Linked DNA regions of Mus musculus: regions 2 and 3 are each linked to region 1. The links are chromatin contacts, called in public promoter capture Hi-C maps. All regions are on one chromosome and are shown on one strand. Each heading gives the region's core, a stretch centred on a gene start, on an enhancer-like site or on the middle of the called end of the contact. The rest is flanking DNA. Distances are from core to core; before and after follow the strand shown.

Region 1 (3,316 bases), core at 412-2,911:
CTGCCTGGTTTTCCTCTCATCTTGCTGGTCTGCTGTAGAGGAGACCCCTTAATGTATGGGTTCAGGGGCTGAGGCTTTAGACAGACTCCCTTCTCCCTGTTCTCTGGAACTGGGTGACCCACCTATTTCCAGGATGCTAATCTCATCTTGTCTTGCCTGCCTCGAAAACTATCTTCACTCAAAACTATGTCCACACAGCAACTCCCTTCAGACTACCAACTCCTCCTCCTCCTTCTTCACCACCATCACCACCACCCAGACCACTCCTTTCCTGAATATTTGCAACACTGTTCTCTCTGCTTCTACTGTTTGTTCGTTTTGTTTTTTTGTTTTGTTTTTTGGAGACAGGAAGGGATTTGGGTCTACATGGTACATGGTGAATTTTCTGAGATTTTTTTGTAGACCAGGCTGGCCTCCAACTCAGAAATCCGCCTGCCTCTGCCTCCCAAGTTCTGGGATTCAAAGGCGTGCGCCACCACGCCCTGCCCTCTGCTTCCACTCTTGCCCTGCTGTGGCCAAGCCTATCTTGAGCAGCTTCAGGAGTCTTTCCAATGTGTGGCGTGGGGACTGACACTCTCTAACTTAAGCCTCCAGGGGTTATCACTTCACTTCCAATGAAATCCAAGCTCCTGAGTGATCTGCAAATCCTGTGTGGTCTCCGATCAGTTACTTTCCCCTCGAACCTCTCATGCTAGCTCCGTCTCTGCATGCCAGAAACTCCACTCATGCTCCCATCCTACCCTTTGATCCTGCCTTAGACAGGCTCCCCGAGATCCTGGCATGGCTGCCCTCTCCTCAGGACTGAGCTCTTACCTGGGGCGTCTCTGTGAGAGTTACTCAAGATGTTCTCCATCACATTAATGCATTCCACTACCTTCATGACACCTCACAGCCCCTTTGAAGATGCCTGCCTCCTGAGGGCTTGTAACCTCTGACCTCTGCAATTCCTTTTTTTTTTTTTTTTTTTTTTTTTTTGGGTTTTCGAGACAGGGTTTCTCTGTATAGCCCTGGCTGTCCTGGAACTTATGCCACACTAAAATGCTGAGGCAGCATTATATGCAAATAGGTAAGTACGCATGGGCCAACGCATGCTTACAAAGCAGACTAAACACAAAAATACCCAGGTCTGAGCCAGCTTGGTCCTTTCTCCATCTCCTCTTGACCCCTACTTGAACCCAGGCGGGCTTGGAGGAGTCGGGGTCTGCAGCTTGAACAGGGAAGGGGTTAATGGCCTCCAGGCTTCAGGCAGCGCCTACAGCTATGCCTGCAATTTCCTCTGGCCATTCTTTCCCTCCTCCTTCCCAAGATTCCCGCCAAGAAGGCCTCCCCCTCACCCCAGCTCCAGCGTAGGGAGGGGAAGGGGGTTGGCCAGGAGAGTAAGCAGAAAGAAGAGGCCAGCTGCAGATCCCCCCCAGCGCACTTCGGTCCCAGCCTTGAGCCCAGGTGGAAGCACACGTGTGACTCTGGGCAGGTCCGGCTAGCAAAGCAAGCGAGGCTGTTCCCTAGCGCCGAGGCCCCCGCTGGGGTCTGCAATATGCTGGGACCTGGCTCACCGCCGAGTCCGACAATCATTAACCTTGGGTGACCACAGCAGCTGGACACACTCAGCCAGGGCACTGGGAGGAGGGGCTGAGAGATCCCTTCTCCGAGGAAAACCAATAAGGACGCGGGGGTGCCGGCTGCCTCTACTAGGTCTAGGAAGGTCTGGAAGGATGAAGGGGTTTGGACCCGCCTCATCCCAGGAGGAGCCAGGCACAGGAAAGTAGTTTGGAGCCTGCGCGCTAGAGTAAGAGCGTTGTGGGTTCAAATCCTGACCGTGTGGCAAAGGTCTTCAAGATCTTTGACTCAGTTTACTTCATTTGCAAATTGGAGATTTAATGGTAGCCACATTCCAGGGTTGGCTGGCTTAAATGAAGGGATGTCTACGGGAAGCGGGAGGGGAGGTAACCTGCCGCCAGGGGCTCCAGGCCTTAGGGATGTTTAGTAACTAATGTTGTTGTTAGTACTGGCGGGGGCGGACCCTGTGAGCGCCCTCCCCAGCGGCTTCCTGTAGGGGAGCAGGGGCCGCCCCCTCTCCCCTTCCTCCAGGCGCTCTTCCTCCCCGCCTCTCCTCCCCGCCCCGCCCCGTCCCTCCTCTTTCCTCGGAGGAAACTTTCCGCCGGCTGGTCCGTCGCGGTGTCCGGCCGCACCGCCGTGCGAACCTGGTAAGGCGGACGGGGCGGCCCGGCCTGGGTGTATGCGGCCACCGGGGAGACGCCACTGCCGGGGCGAGGCTGCGGGACGCTGACGGGTGAGCGAGCCGGGCCGGCCGAGGCCCCGCGGGTGGAGGGGTGCAGGAGGGAGGTGGAAGGGGAGCCCGAGGCACCGCCTCGCCCTTCCGTGCGCTGGGCCTCGCCTGGGGACCCCACGAGGGGGCGGAGCGTGTGCGCCCTCTCCGCCGCTCCCGGGGATGGAGAGGCGTCTGCGGGGGAACAAGGACTAGCAGAGTCCAGATCTGCGATCCAGTGAGGCGAACCGCTCCCTCGCCCCACCACCACCCCAGGGTGGAGGAGCTACGCGAGGAGCGAGCGCCTTGGGCTCTGGAAGACCTGACCTGGGTGACCTCGCAGGCTGACAGGCGAGCTGCATCCCAGCAGCATGGATGCCCCAAGAAGGGACATGGAGCTACTCAGCAACAGCCTGGCAGCCTATGCGCACATCAGAGGTGAGGGCCAGGCCTGGGGGCACGGAGCCCGTCCATCATAACCCAGGCAGCCCTCCACTCCTAGCTGCTCACCCTGTCCTTGCAGCCCTTCCGTTCCTTGCCCCAAGCCTAGCTAGACCCTGGATCTCTCCCAGATGGGACGACTCCAGCCTGTCAGGGCCCCCTGTGACCTCCGCTCCCTGCTCCCTAGCTAACCCCGAGAGCTTCGGCCTCTACTTCGTGCTTGGCGTCTGCTTCGGCCTGCTGCTGACCCTATGCCTGCTGGTCATCAGCATCTCCTGCGCGCCTCGCTCGCGACCCCGGACCCCTGCTCCGCGCCGGGACCCCCGGAGCAGCACCCTAGAGCCGGAAGACGAGGACGATGAGGAAGATGAGGACACCATGACGAGGCTGGGTCCCGATGACACGCTGCAGGGCCAGGAGCTGTCCACAGAGCCCGACGGGCCCCTTAGTGTCAATGTCTTCACGTCAGCAGAGGAGCTAGAGCGGGCACAGCGGCTGGAGGAGCGTGAACGAATCCTGCGGGAGATCTGGCGCACTGGGCAGCCAGACCTGCTGGGCAGTGGCACGCTCGGGCCCGGAGCCACGGCCACGCTGGGACGAATGCACTAT
Region 2 (3,180 bases), core at 517-3,016, 1.0 Mb before region 1:
TCTGCCTCCCAAGTGCTGGGATTAAAGGTGTGTGCCACCACGCCCGGCTCCACTGAGTACTTGTAACTCTCCACGTTCTATGAATTTTCTCCCCACAGGGGCCACCTGAGTGGAAAGTTTGACAGGAGAAGAAAAAGCCCAACTGGCTAAGTGACTGGCCCACGGGTTAATCCCTTATACTGTCCTGCCTCATGCCGTAGGCAAGGATAGACCATGGCACAAGGTACACTCCAGGCAAAGAAGGCTGGGTTTGAATCTTTGCTTCTCATTTATCAAGAAGTGTGACTCTTGGCAAGGATTTGAGCTGTTTTCCTTCTTATAGCATTGGAGAAACAGCCCTGAGGAAGTCTTTAAGGCTTAAGGGGTTCCTTCTGGCACATGGTGGGATCTCACAGACAGCTTTTGTGTTCCTTCACCAGTCCAAGAGAAAAGCCAAGCCCCCTTCCCAAAGGAAGAGCTACAGACACTATTCCACAGGTCTCCACACATACCTCATGGCCACATTGCTTCCGTCGATGACCACAGGTCTCAGGTCGCTGCCCTCTCTGTCCTCCTCTGGGAGTGAGGGTTCTAGAGTGGAAGGCTTGGGGGTGCTTCCACCCCGGGGCACCAGAGGGGGCTGGGGGCTGGGGGCCGTCAGGGCCTGGCATTCTCGTTCAGTAGCTGAGCCATGCTTCACCAATTCCCCTAGCACCGTGTTGGTGTCTGCTTGGACTCCCAGCTTCTGCAGGACACTGTGGATCTCAGAGGACGAGTACCCCAGTTTACGGAAAAAGTCCACCTTCATCTGCAGCTCGGAAGTAGGGGCCTCTTTAGCCACAGGATCCTGGTCTGGCTGAGGTCGACCCTGGCTGCTGTGTCTGTCCTCAAGACTCCACAGACTCATGGTGGGGTTGGATTCTTGGACAGGCTTCGTTCCACAAGGGTCACTCATATTTCACATTCTTGGAATGTGTCCATCACAGCTCCTATTGACCAGACCACAGGGTTAAGGGCAAGCAATGCCCAATATAGGTCTCTTTCAGACTCTCTTCCACAGAATGGGGCAACACGAACTGAGAAGACGCTATTCAAAGCCATTCTCACGTGTCAGCCCACGCTGTGCTCTCAAAGAGCTCTCAGCATTAGTTATTTTTACAAGAGGGAGACCGAGGCACAGGCAGTAAGCGTTTACTCAAGATCATCAACTCAAAGTTTGTGATACAAACATTTGAACTTGGTCTGACTCCACCCCCAAACCCCGTTCTGTTCCATGCCAACCCAAGGGACCCAAGAGGCAGGGGCGGGGCTCTCAGAAGGAAACTGGGGCTGGAAGTGCGCAGGGGACCCAGGGGCTTCCCCATTGTGGCCACCGCCTTCGTCTCCGAGTCTCATACTTCGGCTCAGGGACAGAGTTCTATTCTGGGAAGGACAAGTTTCCGGGGTGACCCACGGAGAGAAAAGTTGCTGGGCGACTCTGGTTGGCTACCGGGCCCGGTGACGCGAGGAGGTCCTGGCTAGAGCCCGGAGAACGCCGGGTGCCCCAAGACACCCCGTTCCACGCACCAGGGTGAACTCAGCGGGGTCCCAGCGATGGAGACACTGCCCGCGCGCGACCCTCCCGGAGTCAGACCCAACGCAGCGCAGCACCCGTTCCACCCGGTAGCACTCACCCCGCTGAGCGCCGGACGTCGTCTGTAAGGTGTCCATGGAGCCGAGTCTCGGGCTCTGACGGCACCTTCGTAGCCGCGACAGGCGGGCAGGTGCTTTAAGGGCAATGACGCGGAAGCCGGGCAGGGCCGCCGCCCCTTCCTGCTCCGCCTCCCTCCTGCCCCGCCCCACGGTAGGTCGGAGCCGGCTCCGCCCCGTTTCTGAACAAGTCCCGCCCCAGCATCTCTAGCCACGCCCCTGGCCACACGAAGTCTGGGCGGCTCCAGGCTTGTACCACCCGACTGCTTAACGCCGGCTCTGCAGAAGCAGGTTCCGTGCACCATGCAAAACCGGAATAGAACGGCCTCGCAGGTTCACTTCAACAACTTGACACGTCCACCGGCTTGGTCCAGGTTTCTAGTTGCACAAGTTGAGGCCACAGCCGGCAGAGATCCGGCCACTCCAGTTCAGTCACATAGGTTGTGAACTGAAGCCTGTTCAGCGATAGAGTCACACTCAGGACCAGGGACACTTTTCTTGAAGTAAATACCTTCCCAAGACAGGAGGGCTCCACCACCACAAGTTGCATAGTGGTGGAGGAAATGCCAGGAAAAGGAGGGACATTGACACCAATCGCCATGGGAGAGTCCGTGAAGAATGCTATCAAGCAGACTGCAAAAACTCATCTTGTCCCTTATCCTCAAGAGGTCAAGATCCCTCAGTCGAGCACAGCCCTGTACATTATCATCCTGGGGCTTAGATATTGGACAGATCCTTGTGCTCAGGGACCTTCTGTTTTCTTTGGCTTTTGTTGTTCTTTCTGACACAAGGTCAAGCTATGTAACCCATGCCGGCCTCAAACAGCCCAGTGGCCCCATCCATCAGGATCCTGTGTGCTGAGGTTATAGGTGTGAGTTATCATGCTTGCTCCATTTACCTCTGAGAAATGCAGGAAAAAGCTGAAGGGCCTCAGCCATGTAGATCAAGATAGGAGGTCCCAGCTGGGTGTGGTGGCGCACACCTTTAATCCCAGCACTTGGGAGGCAGAGGCAGGAGGATTTCTGAGTTCAAGGCCAGTCTGGTCTACAGAGTGAGTTCCAGGACAGCCAGGGCTACACAGAGAAACCCTGTCTTGGAAAAAAAAAATAGGAGCTCCCACTCTGTAGCACCAGGGACCACTATGAGCATTCTGGGGGACACTAGTGACTCAGGGCAGAGGGAAGGGAGCCTGGCTGTCAGTGTGCCTGCATGCATGCACGAATGCATGTGTGTGTGCTAGAGAAGAGAGAGGTGCCCAGGAGAGGGAGAAAGGGAACCCAGGACCTGCACACAGGAAGACAAAGTCTATTATGTCACCAGCATGCTTGCATATAGGGAAACTGAGGCTCAGGAAGCCAAAACACTCAAAAGTAAGAATTAATTACTGTGTGTCAATACTTCAGTCATATCTCACCTGTCTAAGCAAATGCAGTTGTCTTCTAAGGACATTGGCTGTTTTAATAAAATGGTTTTATAGTAAAAGATACCACCAACATAGCTACATACATTCAG
Region 3 (3,436 bases), core at 746-3,245, 1.1 Mb before region 1:
TCTGGTGCTGGGTGTGCTGGACACCTGCTGGATCCATAGCTGTGTGTCTTCCACCCACTCCCTGTGACACAGATACAAGTCACCGAATCTGAGCAGAGGGCCCTTGGAACTCTGCCTGAGCAGGAGCAGGGGGTGGGCATAGGCAGCATTGCCATCATGCCACCCCCACTTCCTACTCTTTCCCAAGCCACGCCCACTCTGCCGCCTCCTCAGGACACCTACCTTAACATTGGGTAGATGGACAGTCTCTGTTCTCCACAAGACTACAACCCTCTGTTCCAGGTCATACCTGCCTAGCGTGTTGAGGACAGATGTGTGGTCATGTTGCTTGATTCGAATAGAAGATGCAATGGGAATTCCCCACACTGGCTTATGGTGGCGACACAGAACACCATAAACCTCATGCAAGCCACGAGGAAGCATTTGTGTGTGTTGGGAGTGTGGAGGTTCTGAAAGTGCTGTGTTTGCAATGGCTGCCCATAGTGAATTCTGTGCTGGAGGAATACCCGAATTCTGCAGTGACAGACTTGTGGGCAGAACGGCAAGAGAGGGAGAAACTTCTAAGTTGGTGGGAGAGGATCCACTAGTAAATGACACCTCTCTCTCTTGGCCTCCATCTCTGGAGAAGTTCACAGGTTCTCAGTGGTTCTCATTGGTGTGGGCATGCATAAGACTATTAGGTGGAGGGTTTTTGAGAGTTCTAGCTAGGCTGTGTAGCCCAGGCTAGCTTCAAACTCTGATCCTCCTGCCTCTGCCTCCTGAGCTCACTGGGCCTTGCCTTGTTAGACATTTATGGGCTTTTGCGACACAACTTTGCATGTGGCGCTAGCCGGCCTAGTACTCCCTTTGTAGTCCAGGCTGGTCTTGACTTTGAGGCAATTCTCCTATGTCCTGCAGAGTGCTGGGATTAAGCACATGCCGGCACACCAGGCTCTCTATGAGGACTCTTGATGGAGGGACCAAAGAATGGAGTTTAGAAGGAAGAGGACTGGTCTAGAAGACCTATATGTTAAAGCAGACATCTAAAGTCAGAAGAGTGCTCAGAACGTGGAGGGCATGGATTTAGAGGGTACCTGCTTGGCTGCAAACATACAACCATACTGAGACCCCATGAACTCCAGAAAGCTGAGAGGAAACCCAAGGTAGGGCACAGGAAGACACCTATGTTCTGGACCAAGAGCTTAGACCTTCCCCTAGTCACTGTGGGCTCCCCACCACCATCTCTCTCTCTACCTTGGAGGCAGGATGGCATTTAAGATTTCTTCTGCCTGTTTGGTAGGATCTGGGACACAGGAAGTTGAGGGCAGCTTGGCCTTGGGTGGCTGTGGGCTTGTACTAGAGGGTCCAGGCTGCTGGATGGTGACTTTCAGTGGCCGAGCCTAAGAAGAGACAGGTTGATCAGTCTAGTACCTCCAGATTTTCCTAGGTCTCTTGTACAGCCGTCCCCATTTCCAGCCTATTTCCCTCATCTGTGATCTTAAAGGAAATATGAGCTGGAGATATCCCACGAGGGATATCTGGCTCTGACCCTGTGTTTGAACTGGTGTTTCTAGAATGAGTGGTCAGGCCTCTGTTCTGACTCTCTAGACGAAGGTAAGTCACTACCAGACCTCTTCTTGGACTTGACTACCACAAACCCCATCTTTTCCATGTGACTTTTCTCATCTTAAATTTGTCCTCTAAGGTCATAGCTAGGCTTCTTGTTCTCTTCTCCCAACCTCCATCCCTGTCCCAATTCCCTTGGCTGTCAGCCCCAGCAATCTGTCCCCTGAAATTCCAGAGATCCTCAAAGCTGGGATGTCTTTTCCCCATGGGAGTTTGTAGGATCTCGCGTCCCCTGAGACGCCTGTTCATACCGTGGGGCTCCGTTTCTCTGTATTCCGGCTCACCAACACCGGGGTGTCATATTTGAGCAGAGAGTCTGCTGGGGGTATCATGGTGGCAGTAGGGGTAACAACTCCGTAGCGGCCCCTGTGGAGTCTTGTTTGCGATCACCATGGAAACCCCTCCTCTCCTTGCCCCATGGATGGGGCGGGGCCTCTGAGGAAGGCGGTGCCGGCCGCGTGCAAGTTTTGTTCTACTGTGCTTTCTCCGCAAGCACTAAGTTTCTTAGTAAAGAAGACTGGACCCCTAGCGTTAGGTCTGTTTCGGTTTATGATGAAATGGACAGACCACCTTTGATTAAAACGGAAGTCATCTAGTGACTCTATAGAGTATTTGGCGACGATTGGCATTTGGAAGCCAGAGGCTGGCAGATCTTTGTGGATTCCAGGACAGCCAAGGCTATATAGAGACACTATTTCAAGAAACAAAAAAGAGTTTCACATTGTTGAGTGTCTGTGTTTCGTAACTACTAATAACGCGCAAGGAACAGAGCTGGGTTAGCTTTCCCACAGGTTTTTTTCTTTTTTCAAAAAAAAAAAAAAAAAAAAAAAAAAAAAGCTGGGCGATGGTACCACACACCTTAATGACAGCATTTGGGAGTCAGAGGGAGGCAGAGTTCAAGGTCAGCCTGGTTATAGAGTGACTTCTAGAACAGCCAGGGTACACTGAAAACCTGACTATGACGGGGGGGGGGGGAGATTGTCATATATATTTTTTTGAGGTTCTGGGGACTAATCCAGGGCTTCGTACTCGCGAGGCAAACGCTCGCTCGGTAACTAAGCTACAATCTCAGCCTTCCCTCCCCTTTTAACTCTTGATTTCTATTTGGCGGTGCTGAGGATGAATTCAGAGCTTTGCGATCTATCCGAGCTACAACTTTTTCAGATTTTGAGACAGTTTCACTAAATTGCCCAGGTTGGCCTCGAAATTACTGCGATCCTCCTGCTTCAGCCTCCCGGGGGGTTGGCCCTGCCTTTTCAGTACTCCAGCCACACCTCCCAGCAGCGGGGACCCCGTGGCCACTCGCGCCGGCGTCCCCAGCGTCTGAGACTCAAACACCTGGGGCCCCGCCCATCAGGGGGGCCGACACCGTGAAGGCTTCTGGGATAGCGCGCTGCCCGGAAGCGGAAGTGCAAAGCTGTCCGTCACTTCCTACGGCTCAAGTGGCTCAACGGACCGTGCAAGTGACTCTCGGTCGGGCCGCAGGATGAAGGCGGGGAAAAGCGAGCGGGAGCGGAGCGGCCGGCGGCGACACCGGTCAGGCGACGCTCTGACGACCGTGGTGGTGAAACAGGAGCGTCTGAGCCCCGAACCCGTCGCGCACCGCCGGCCCGACGCTCCAGCCGCTAGCCTGTCCCCGCCCGCCGCCGAGCCTGGCCACTCGGGTCACCGCGGGAGCCGAGCCCGGTAAGCGAGCCGGTGATTGGGCGGAGGACGGGATGGCGCGGGGGCCGGTGGTGCGAGCGGCTCTGGAGTGCAGAGCACCTGTTGAGTTGAAATGAGATTTCCCCCGCCTGCCCGCGAGTGGATGGTGCGAGTGGCTTCTCCCCTC

What was found. Promoter capture Hi-C pulls out the DNA fragments that hold promoters and counts their contacts. Capture Hi-C pulls out chosen DNA fragments and counts their contacts.
Region 2: a contact with region 1 is called in a promoter capture Hi-C map of liver, with 2.3 times the contacts expected there. The contact joins the promoter of Zc3h12a here to the promoter of Eva1b in region 1. A contact is called at or near these places in 3 of 39 promoter capture datasets (the 3T3-L1 cell line, hippocampal neurons and liver), 5 of 115 datasets of contacts at active chromatin or transcription factors (the NIH/3T3 cell line, bone marrow-derived dendritic cells, large pre-B cells and 2 more) and 2 of 9 other capture datasets (embryonic stem cells and liver).
Region 3: a contact with region 1 is called in a promoter capture Hi-C map of embryonic stem cells, with 2.4 times the contacts expected there. The contact joins the promoter of Dnali1 here to the promoter of Eva1b in region 1. A contact is called at or near these places in 3 of 39 promoter capture datasets (embryonic stem cells, hippocampal neurons and liver), 1 of 484 Hi-C or Micro-C datasets (pro-B cells), 3 of 115 datasets of contacts at active chromatin or transcription factors (embryonic forebrain, embryonic stem cells and pancreatic cancer cells) and 3 of 9 other capture datasets (adipose tissue, embryonic stem cells and liver).

Annotation. Positions count from the first base shown.
Region 1 is chr4:126,146,342-126,149,657 of GRCm38.p6, forward strand. Eva1b (eva-1 homolog B (C. elegans)) reads left to right here and starts at 1,662. Exons shown (of 3, transcript NM_172145.3): 1 at 1,662-2,290; 2 at 2,610-2,704; 3 at 2,895-3,316. The coding sequence starts at 2,638.
Region 2 is chr4:125,126,115-125,129,294 of GRCm38.p6, forward strand. It overlaps Zc3h12a (zinc finger CCCH type containing 12A), which reads right to left and starts at 1,767. Exons shown (of 6, transcript NM_153159.2): 1 at 1,653-1,767; 2 at 492-968. The coding sequence starts at 934.
Region 3 is chr4:125,063,662-125,067,097 of GRCm38.p6, forward strand. Dnali1 (dynein, axonemal, light intermediate polypeptide 1) reads right to left here and starts at 1,996. Exons shown (of 6, transcript NM_175223.4): 1 at 1,857-1,996; 2 at 1,234-1,379; 3 at 1-61. The coding sequence starts at 1,937. It overlaps Snip1 (Smad nuclear interacting protein 1), which reads left to right and starts at 3,011. Exons shown (of 4, transcript NM_175246.5): 1 at 3,011-3,291. The coding sequence starts at 3,092.